Linked DNA regions of Mus musculus: region 1 is linked to region 2. Evidence: chromatin contacts called from public promoter capture Hi-C data. All regions are on one chromosome and are shown on one strand. Each heading gives the region's core, a stretch centred on a gene start, on an enhancer-like site or on the middle of the called end of the contact. The rest is flanking DNA. Distances are from core to core; before and after follow the strand shown.

Region 1 (4,548 bases), core at 169-2,668, 69 kb before region 2:
GCCAGGAAATGAAAGATGACCACTTCTTTCATGCAATGGATTCTTTTTGACTTGTAAGTGGTATATACTCAGTACCAAGTGCTATAGAGATGATCATATTAATAGGAAACAGTATCCTAAAAGAATGTAGAGTGTGTTCAGGCTGCTTCACTAAGCTGTGTGAATTTGGGCAAGGTGAATTTCATTTTGCTCTGTATAAAACTATGTTCTATATATGTATTTTAGGAAGCCATTGTTACGAGTAAGATAATCTGTGTGGTTTAGGGTAGATTTTAAATAGTCAACAAATACTGTTTTCCCATATTTTACCCTCTTTAGATAACAAAAAACATGAATCAGACATGAGCTTGCCTAATACTCTACTAGACTGTAGTCTAACACAAATTGTATGAAACTAACACAGCAGGCCAACTACTGAATAAACTGATGAAATGTCAGTCAAATGAACCTAGAAAGAAGTAGGGGAATTGATTTTGTACTTGATCAGGAAAATTTGGGGGTAACTCTCACAACTAGAGTTGCAAAGTAGAGTAGAATCTGTGTGGCTGGAAATTAGGGCGGGGTTTCATCAGGAAAGGGAGGGTACTGTAGGTAATCAGGCCCATCTATGTCAAAGCAGTTGTTCTTCTGAGGGAAAGGGCATGGGAAGGAAAACTGTACAAGTAAAAACGTGTATGTTTGCTTTGAAGGGCAAGCAAGGAGGTCAGTTCTTTAGGCAGTGTTCCGGGTGTGGAACTGGTGACTTATTGGGACAGCTGATAGAATAGTCAGGCACCAGCTGAAGACCTGAGTAAGGAGACACTGCATGCATGCTGGTCTTGGAGACTGCCTGAGCGGTTCTCCAGCAGACAGGCAAGGGAGCAAGGACAGTGGGAGCTCAGTAAGCATGGGTCCAGGAGGGAGATGATGCAGGGCCTGAAATATGGGGATGGACATGAAATAGGAGAGGAGGGGACGCTAACATTGGGGTTGAGAGTGTAGAACTCCAAGCTTAGAAACGGGATGGCAAATGCCATTCAGTTAAGACCTCTGGATGTCAAGCAGATTCATGAGTTGCATGGACTTTGTGGAGCACAGTGGTGGTGGCAGCTCCATACCAGACTGTCACAACAGGTGGTAAGCCAACTTGCTATACAAGAATAGTTACTGTCCAGCCCTAAAGATGAGGCTACTTCCTGTGGACAGTCTGCTTTTTGTGCCTGTGTTTGCCTAGCATTACACATTAGTGTAATTCATGCTCAGCATTTAGACATAAAATAGGGCAGCATAATTCATTTTTACGATCTAATTCTCTTGAAGAAATTAAAATGCAGTGTGTTGAAGTCTTGCCTGTAAAGGCACCAGGCCCAAAACACAGATTGAACACTGTCTGCTATAATATATAGGGCAAGCTATTTTTAAAGCTTGTGATTGTTGTAGTTACTAGGAAACAGACAGGAAATGGTTTGCAGAAGATACAGACGTTGCTACATGGTATATTCACATTTGTAGGCATGAGAGTCAAACTGGAACTGGCCCCAGCACTGGCAGTGCTACCCTGAAACTCAGAGCAGGCCGTAAACATCTCCAGGACTGATGTGCATCATTTTGTTAGCTCCTTCCAACTACCTTTCTTTGAGACCCATAAGTAAATGCATACACCAAAGAATCTTTCAGTTCCTTTGTTCACATGACTTCATATACATTCACTATAGCCCACTTATTTTCTGAAAGATTATCATAGCTATATATATTAATAATTCCATTTCTACTTGTGATCAAAAATTAGTATTGAACATTTAAAAACAGATCACTTCTCATTCCCTTAATTGTTAGTAAAATCACTGAAGGAGTCTAACTTGAAACTTTGACTTGGGTTTTATGGGCCGGAGGGGAAGGCATTTTTCTGAGCATTAATTGAGACCCTCAGGACATAGAGCCCATGGTAGGAGGACAGTTGCACAACCTGTGTAGAGTAGATTTCCCATGTACACATGTCAGTCCATTTGTAATACTACTAAAGACTATACTAAAAGGATTTCCAGGTTCACACCTGGACTAGCTGGTTGAGAATGCAAGTGTAGCCCTACACATTTGTAGCAAATGTGCAGCTTGGTCTTCGGGTGGGTTCCCTAACAAGTGGAGCAGGGGCTGGCTGACCCAGAGTCTGTTCCCTGCCAGTGGATCCCCTTCCCCTACCTGGACTGCCTAGCGGGGCCTTAGCAGGGGAGGGTTTGATTAGTCCTGCTGGGACTAGATGTCACAGGATGGGTTGGTATCCGAGGGGAGGGCGGCTCCTCCTCCTCTGAGGAGAAATGGAGAGGTAATGGAGGGAGCAATTTGTGAGTGCTGGACTGGAAGGAGAGGAGGCAGGGGGTGAGCTGTGATCTGGATGTAAAGTGAATAAAAAATAAAATATTGGGGGGGGGAGAAAATGCAAGTGTAGCAGAGGCATTCCGTGTGTGATTGCACCTTGATAACTCCGCATTGTGAAAGTGATAAACATGAGAGAAGGCTGGAAAGCAAACCAGACTCTTGAGTGGTGCTAAGCTCTAGGGGGTTTGGGGAGAAATTTCACTTTCACTTTCACTTCTGGATTTAAAATTTTAAATTATAATTTGAAGTAAAAACATAAAAATAAAACCAATCATGAAAATCAAGTTTGACAATGTGAAGAGAACAAAGATAAAATTAATTTAACTGTAAGTCACTACTCAAAGACTATTTGATGTCATACTATAAATTAGTAGGTAAGGTATAGATAGGATGGTTCAGTGGGTGAAAAGATTATTGAAATTATTTCCTATTATGTGTAGTTTTGTATCTTCTGTATCTAACAGTGAGTCATGAGAATGTTTCCCATGTCCTGAAGTAGTCTTTACAAGCATAAGTTTTAACAATTATGTAAGTCACTGCTTTGTATATCTCTTTATTTAACCACTCCCCTCTTGTTGTACACAGTTATTTCTCTTTTCTTGCATCCATAGTCTATGGTGAATAATTTTACTTCTGAGCTTTTCTGTCCTGTTATTTAAGGATGGGGTTCTAAGCTGAGTGTGAGGGGCACCTAGGGCTGGCACTGAGTGGAGTGAGGCAGGAGAACACAGGTACAGAGGCGCTCTGGGTGCATAGTAGGGCACCATCTTTACAAAGATGTTTCTAGCTTTGCAGTCATCTCTTTCCTTCTTCACCTGTTTAATTTGCCTCAGGTAGGAAAAAGTGTAGTAGTTTTATTCTTATGCTTTTTTTTTTTTTTTTTTTTTTTTGGTTTTTTCGAGACAGGGTTTCTGTGTAGCCCTGGCTGTCCTCGAACTCACTCTGTAGACCAGGCCTGCCTCTGCCTCCCAAGTGCTGGGATTAAAGGCGTGCACCACCATGCCCGGCTCATTCTTATGCTTTTTTATTGAAAAGCACTCTGCTTTGTTTAAAAAATAAATAAATAACAACAAAGTGTATTGAATTGTAAAATTTTTTAAAGTATTTTTCTGAATTATATTAGTTGACTTTTACCACTATTTTACAAATGGTGGTCTGGGGCTTGTGGGGAGGAGCTTGGGTAGAGCCTAAACAAGTAATTTGTCAGTCTGAGGTTTTACTCCAGTGCCTGCTCAGTATGTCCCGCATTTGCCAGGGACAGGGACGACAGCTAAAGTCCATCACTCTTCCAAACTCAGCAGCGTTTAGTATGCTTGGTGTATTGTATGAACTTGTGTAATACCATAAGATACCCACAAAATACCATAGCCTGTGTAGCTTAAACAACAGAAATTCTGTCTCCCATAGTTCTAGAGGCCAGAGGGCAAGATAGAGTTAGTTCTAGCTGGTTTGTAAGAAATTATGACGTCTTCCTGTTTTTAGACAGCCTCCTTCTCACTCTGTCTTTAGACATCACACAGCCTTTCCTGTGTAGCCATGGGGCAACTGGGAATAAGCTCTTCAAGGTCTCTCCTTTTGACGTCAGACACTTAGCCCTCCTGCCTTGGCCTCTGGGTGCTAAGATTATAAGTATGCACCACCACAACTGATTTAGTGTGTCTTTTCTTATTTTGTTTTTTAAAGATGTAGCTTATTTTTAATTATGGATATGTGTATTTATTTGTCTCTGTGAGCATGTACACATGAACATCGTGCCCATAGAAGCCAGGATGTCAGTTTCCCTGGAGGTGGAGTACCAGGCACTTGTGAGCTTCTTAACATCATCAGTGCAGGGAGCCAAACTTGATCCTCTGCAAGAGCAGCGGCATGCATCTTAACTGCTGCTCTGTCCCTCCAGCAACCCCCACTCCCACCCCATATATCTTTTCTTATAAAGATACTGATCTTATTAGGTCAGGGCTTCACTCATTAACAGGCTCCGTCTCCAAATTCAACCACCTTGGAATTATGAATTCAGAGACAGGAGCGGGAGCTTCCTCAGTCAGTGCTGAAGCCTCCGAGGTGCTGTGCGTATAGCACTACTGCATACGAGGTGCTGTGCGTATAGCACTACTGCATATGAGGTCTCTCAAAACAAAATGGCATTAATTATACATTTTGGCCACATCTTAAAATCCCGCCATTTAATCTGTC
Region 2 (4,375 bases), core at 75-2,574:
TTAAAGATTTATTTATTTATTATATGTAAGTACACTGTAGCTGTCATCAGACACTCCAGAAGAGGGAGTCAGATCTCATTACAGATGGTTGTGAGCCACCATGTGGTTGCTGGGATTTGAACTCAGGACCTTTGGAAGAGCAGTCGGGTGCTCTTACCTGCTGAGCCATCTCACCAGCCCTGGGTTATACATCTTGCCAAGGACAGACATGAAGTGAATCAAGAGACACCCCAACTCTGCAGTGTTGGGGAGTGACCCAGTGTGGAGTCATCGGAAAATTAGCACTAAATTCTAAACACAGCATTCAGCAAGGAGGATTTTATAGGCAGATCTGAGCACAAAATTATAAAAGGAGAAAGCACAGGGTCTCGTCAGAGCACAGCACAGAGCATCCTTTGGGAACACAGGTCTTCTGCAGTCACCACACAGAGCCACTAACGGCTAATGACTTCCAGAAGTAAGACAGATGCTGCTATTATGATAGCGTGCCCACCTCTCAACTGGGAAGGAATGAGTCTGTGGGCTGTCTGACTCGGTTTTTAGAACAAGTTGGCTGGAGTTCCCCTGGTCTGACACTAGCTGCTGTTCTACATTTCTTCCTTCTTTCATCTGTTCTGACTCAGAAAGAAGGGAATCCCTAACTATGACAGTTTCTCCACCATTAGGATCTGAAGCAGCTTTAACTGATAAGACGACTTGTTAGACTACGTTGTTTCTGAAGAAGAACAGCTAAGCACTGGAAGATGGAGTCTGCATATATGCACACATTCACACATGTGGAAACATAAATCACATGATCACAAACTAAGACAAAACGAAAACCTATCAAAGTTCATGCCACAAGGCCTGTAAGGAAATGCCACAGGCCTTGTGACCTGAAAGAACACAAGCGCTGAACATTAGAGTTGTTCAACAAAGGATAGTAGGTTGACTATAACTGAATCAGTAAGGAACAAGATGTAAGATAGGTGTCACCATCATAGAAACCCAAACACTCTACCCCAGTAAGAGAGGCTCTTAAGCAATGCTGGAATGGATCAGCTATGCACAAAACATGTCCAAGCAGCATAACTAGCTGACAGCTCAGAATGTGCTCTGATTCAATGACCATCCCATTTATCGGGGTCTGAGAGCACCCTGCTGTGGAGACTTAAGTCTGTACTTGCTGACATGAGCAGAAGACTGGCAGCTAGTCTCCCCCGAAACCACCAGCCGGTGCAAGTGGAAATACTGAGTCAATTTGCTTAGACTGCACTCAATGGGTTTCCCTCCCATTTCTACCTGTCTGTCTGTCCATCCAGCCACTAATTCCCTCACTCAAACATTAAAACCACATTTAGCCTTGCTGGTTCAGCCCCACTGAGTACTTCCTGGAACTGCTCTTTGCTGTCTCTTCCATGTAGTGCAATTTTCGGTGAGATGTTTTCTATACCTCTCAGTGCAGAACTGGCCCTTCAAAGCACCTTTAGCTCTAAAGACAATCTGGGTTTTCCTTCACGTTCAGTTATACTCAACCTATCCTTTACTGAGCACTGCTAACTTTCAAAAGGCTTGTATGGGCAAACATAAGGGTGCTTTAACAGCCTTTGGGGGGGACACGGGGTGAGGACATTGCTTTATAGTCAGTAAGCACTCCAGAGATAATTCACACCCCTATTTCACAAGCGTGGACACAGGAGCATGGCTAACATGCTGTACTTGCTGGAGGGCCCGCCTAGGGACAGGACACAATGCTGCATCTCCAGCTTTTAGAACTCTCCCGTGGAAAACACTCCTGAGTCTACACGTGGAAGAAAAGGCCAGCCTCTCAAATCAGATGATCTAGTCTGCTCCCCTAGCATCCAATGCTCACCTCCACAAGGAAACGGAGCTTCAAAAGCAAAAACAGGTTCTGTTTTCTTCTCAAACATTTTAGTCCTAAATCCATGAGGCAGAGCAGAGCAAAGCAGGAAACTACACAGTGTGGGAGGAAGGAGGGAGGGAGCTACAGTGGCCCATGGGATGGCGGCACAGCTGATTCAGAGTGCCCATGTTAACAAAAGCAATGGCATTCTAGAGGCCAAATGACCTGTCGGGTTCTAGTTCACAGAGTTTGCCAAGTCGCCCTGACCCATGTGACTGGTATAACACTTAACTTTCAGCAGTCTATCCAGCACTCGGGCCACCGTGCTGACCACTCAGAGTGACCTCCAAGGAGCTGTGAGGTGGCTAGGTCAGAAGTCTACTGAAGCACAGGCATGGGTATGTAGGGACTCATGCTCCTGACGTGTACAGCATCTGGCATAACACCCTAGCTTCTGCACCAGTCACCTTTAGCCAACGTTCAGAACAGTGGGGTTGGGAAAGACTTGCTGTTAGGCAACTGGAGCCTTCTGACCTGCGGTCCTGCCAAGGGTTGGGGGAAGTGCTCTTCAGTCTTTTCCCATCTGGTAGTGAATGAGGGATACAGGCAGCACACGACAGTGTCTCGCAGGCTCAGTCCTGCTCCTCAGAACCTTATCTGGGCTTTATCCATGTGGCAGAAGAGCACTGGAAACCATCTCAAGAAAAAGACTCTGGCAAGCTTTAAAGTTTGAAATAAATAACAAGTATACTTCGCCGCAACAGTTTTTCTTTCACTAAGGTTCAGGCTTCTGACAAGACCCTTACCTTGCTCCTGCCTCCTTTTCACCATTACATAAATCCAGCTCTAAGAAAGTAAATCTAGGGGCTAGAGAGATGGCCCAGCAGCGAGGAGGACTTGCTGCTCTTCTGGGGAGCTGGTGTTCGGTTCCCAGCATCTATAACAGGAGGCTCACAACCACCTGCAAATCTCAGTGCGTACACATACATACATGCATTCATGCATTCACACACAGATAATAAAAAAATAAGTAATAAAAATGTAAAAATAATAAAAAGACTGTAAAGCCCACCAAGTCATATATTTAAGAGCCTCTAATATGCTGAGAATCATAAAGAAGCTGGAACAAAACTGATGATGTCAGTTGCTTGTCAGTTGCTTGGTCCATTAGCTTAAAGCCAGGGCCAACCTGAAGCACTGAATCTCCTCGTCCGTCTACAGCACTGGCTCAGTGAGGAGATGTGGAGATGTCTTTCCACAACAACAGAAAGCAGAGCTTGCTGGACTCCACAAGGATTAAAAGGTTTGTTCAATTTGCTCTTCCTAAATGTCAGCAGATTTGAATGATTAGGGAACTAAGACATTAGGCAACATGCAAGGAGTTTGAAGCCAAATCTGGCCAAGGGTAGCTATGTTAGATGGAGATCTGAGAAAAGTATTTGGGGGAAATGGGGAGGGGCAGGAGCTGAAGGGGAGACAGCAGGCAGAAGCTGACAGAGAATGAAAGACTGTGAGAGCAGTGAGCTGACAGTGTAACAGGACATGAATTCTGCCGTTCCTGTTTCTCCTCGGCACCAGTGAGGGAGGCGAGGCACCACAGTGCCTGGCATACAGAAAAAGCACTAGAGCCCACCACTCGCTGGTCATGTGGAGAAACTGATTCAACGGATTCTTCCCTAAAGACCAGATAGCATCTGCACTGTGCATCAAAGCCTGCCTGCCCAGGATGTGGTCTCCTGTCCATCTGGGGAGGAAGGGGAAATGGCCTTCAGGGCTGCCCCGTTCCGTCTAGTCAGAAATCTTTGAATTGAAAAATAGTTCAGGAGGAGAACGGCATTAGAGAAGCTGAGGAGATTTTATAACATGTCCATACAACTCTTCATCCCTTGAGCATGGCTGGGGCTTGCTTCCCACCAGCAGCAGGATGAGGGAGAAGTCTTCCAAGGCTGAGTCCTAACAGCAATGGAGTGCAGCCCCCATGTGAAAGGAAAGCCACAGGCAGGAACTCTGGGTGATAGCCTCCTCTGAGATCCAGCCGAGAGCTAGTCTCAGGGGCCAGAGGTGTGGGTGAGAGAGTGGTAATGCCTCAGTTAGCATCTGATGGCCAATGCAAGAGAGACCCTGAGGAAGAGCTGGCCAGGAGCCAGCTGTGGTCTTCCTTTACAGCTATAAGAATGGGTGACTGTCACACTGCAGTAAGCTTCCAACTAACCTAACCTTCACAACACATACTCTGGTAAACCTGTTATTGTACAGAAATAAACAGTTCTGCCTCTGCTGGCTCCCACTAAGCAGACCACCCTATCACAGAGCACACAGACCACCCTATCACAGAGCACACAGACCACCCAATCACAGAGCACACAGACCACCCTATCACAGAGCACACAAACCACCCTATCACAGAGCACACAGACCACCCTATCACAGAGCACACAGACCACCCTATCACAGAGGACACAGACCACCCTATCACAGAGCACACAGACCACCCAATCACAGAGCACACAGACCACCCTATCACAGAGCACA

Evidence for each region. Capture Hi-C pulls out chosen DNA fragments and counts their contacts.
Region 1: a contact with region 2 is called in a promoter capture Hi-C map of adipose tissue. The contact joins two enhancer-like sites. A contact is called at or near these places in 2 of 484 Hi-C or Micro-C datasets (CD4 T cells and mammary gland), 1 of 115 datasets of contacts at active chromatin or transcription factors (embryonic stem cells) and 3 of 9 other capture datasets (adipose tissue, liver and pancreatic islet).

The regions. Positions count from the first base shown.
Region 1 is chr9:50,902,376-50,906,923 of GRCm38.p6, reverse strand. The region is part of intron 9 of Sik2 (salt inducible kinase 2); the gene reads left to right. Among named protein-coding and RNA genes, the nearest start is that of Gm25558, 17 kb to the right of the region's middle. Within about 2 kb of position 1,418, at least 59 of the 459 cell types and tissues checked have an H3K27ac peak or open chromatin away from gene starts, as enhancers often do.
Region 2 is chr9:50,833,155-50,837,529 of GRCm38.p6, reverse strand. All of the region lies in intron 14 of Alg9 (asparagine-linked glycosylation 9 (alpha 1,2 mannosyltransferase)), which reads right to left. Among named protein-coding and RNA genes, the nearest start is that of Ppp2r1b, 22 kb to the left of the region's middle. Within about 2 kb of position 1,324, at least 63 of the 459 cell types and tissues checked have an H3K27ac peak or open chromatin away from gene starts, as enhancers often do.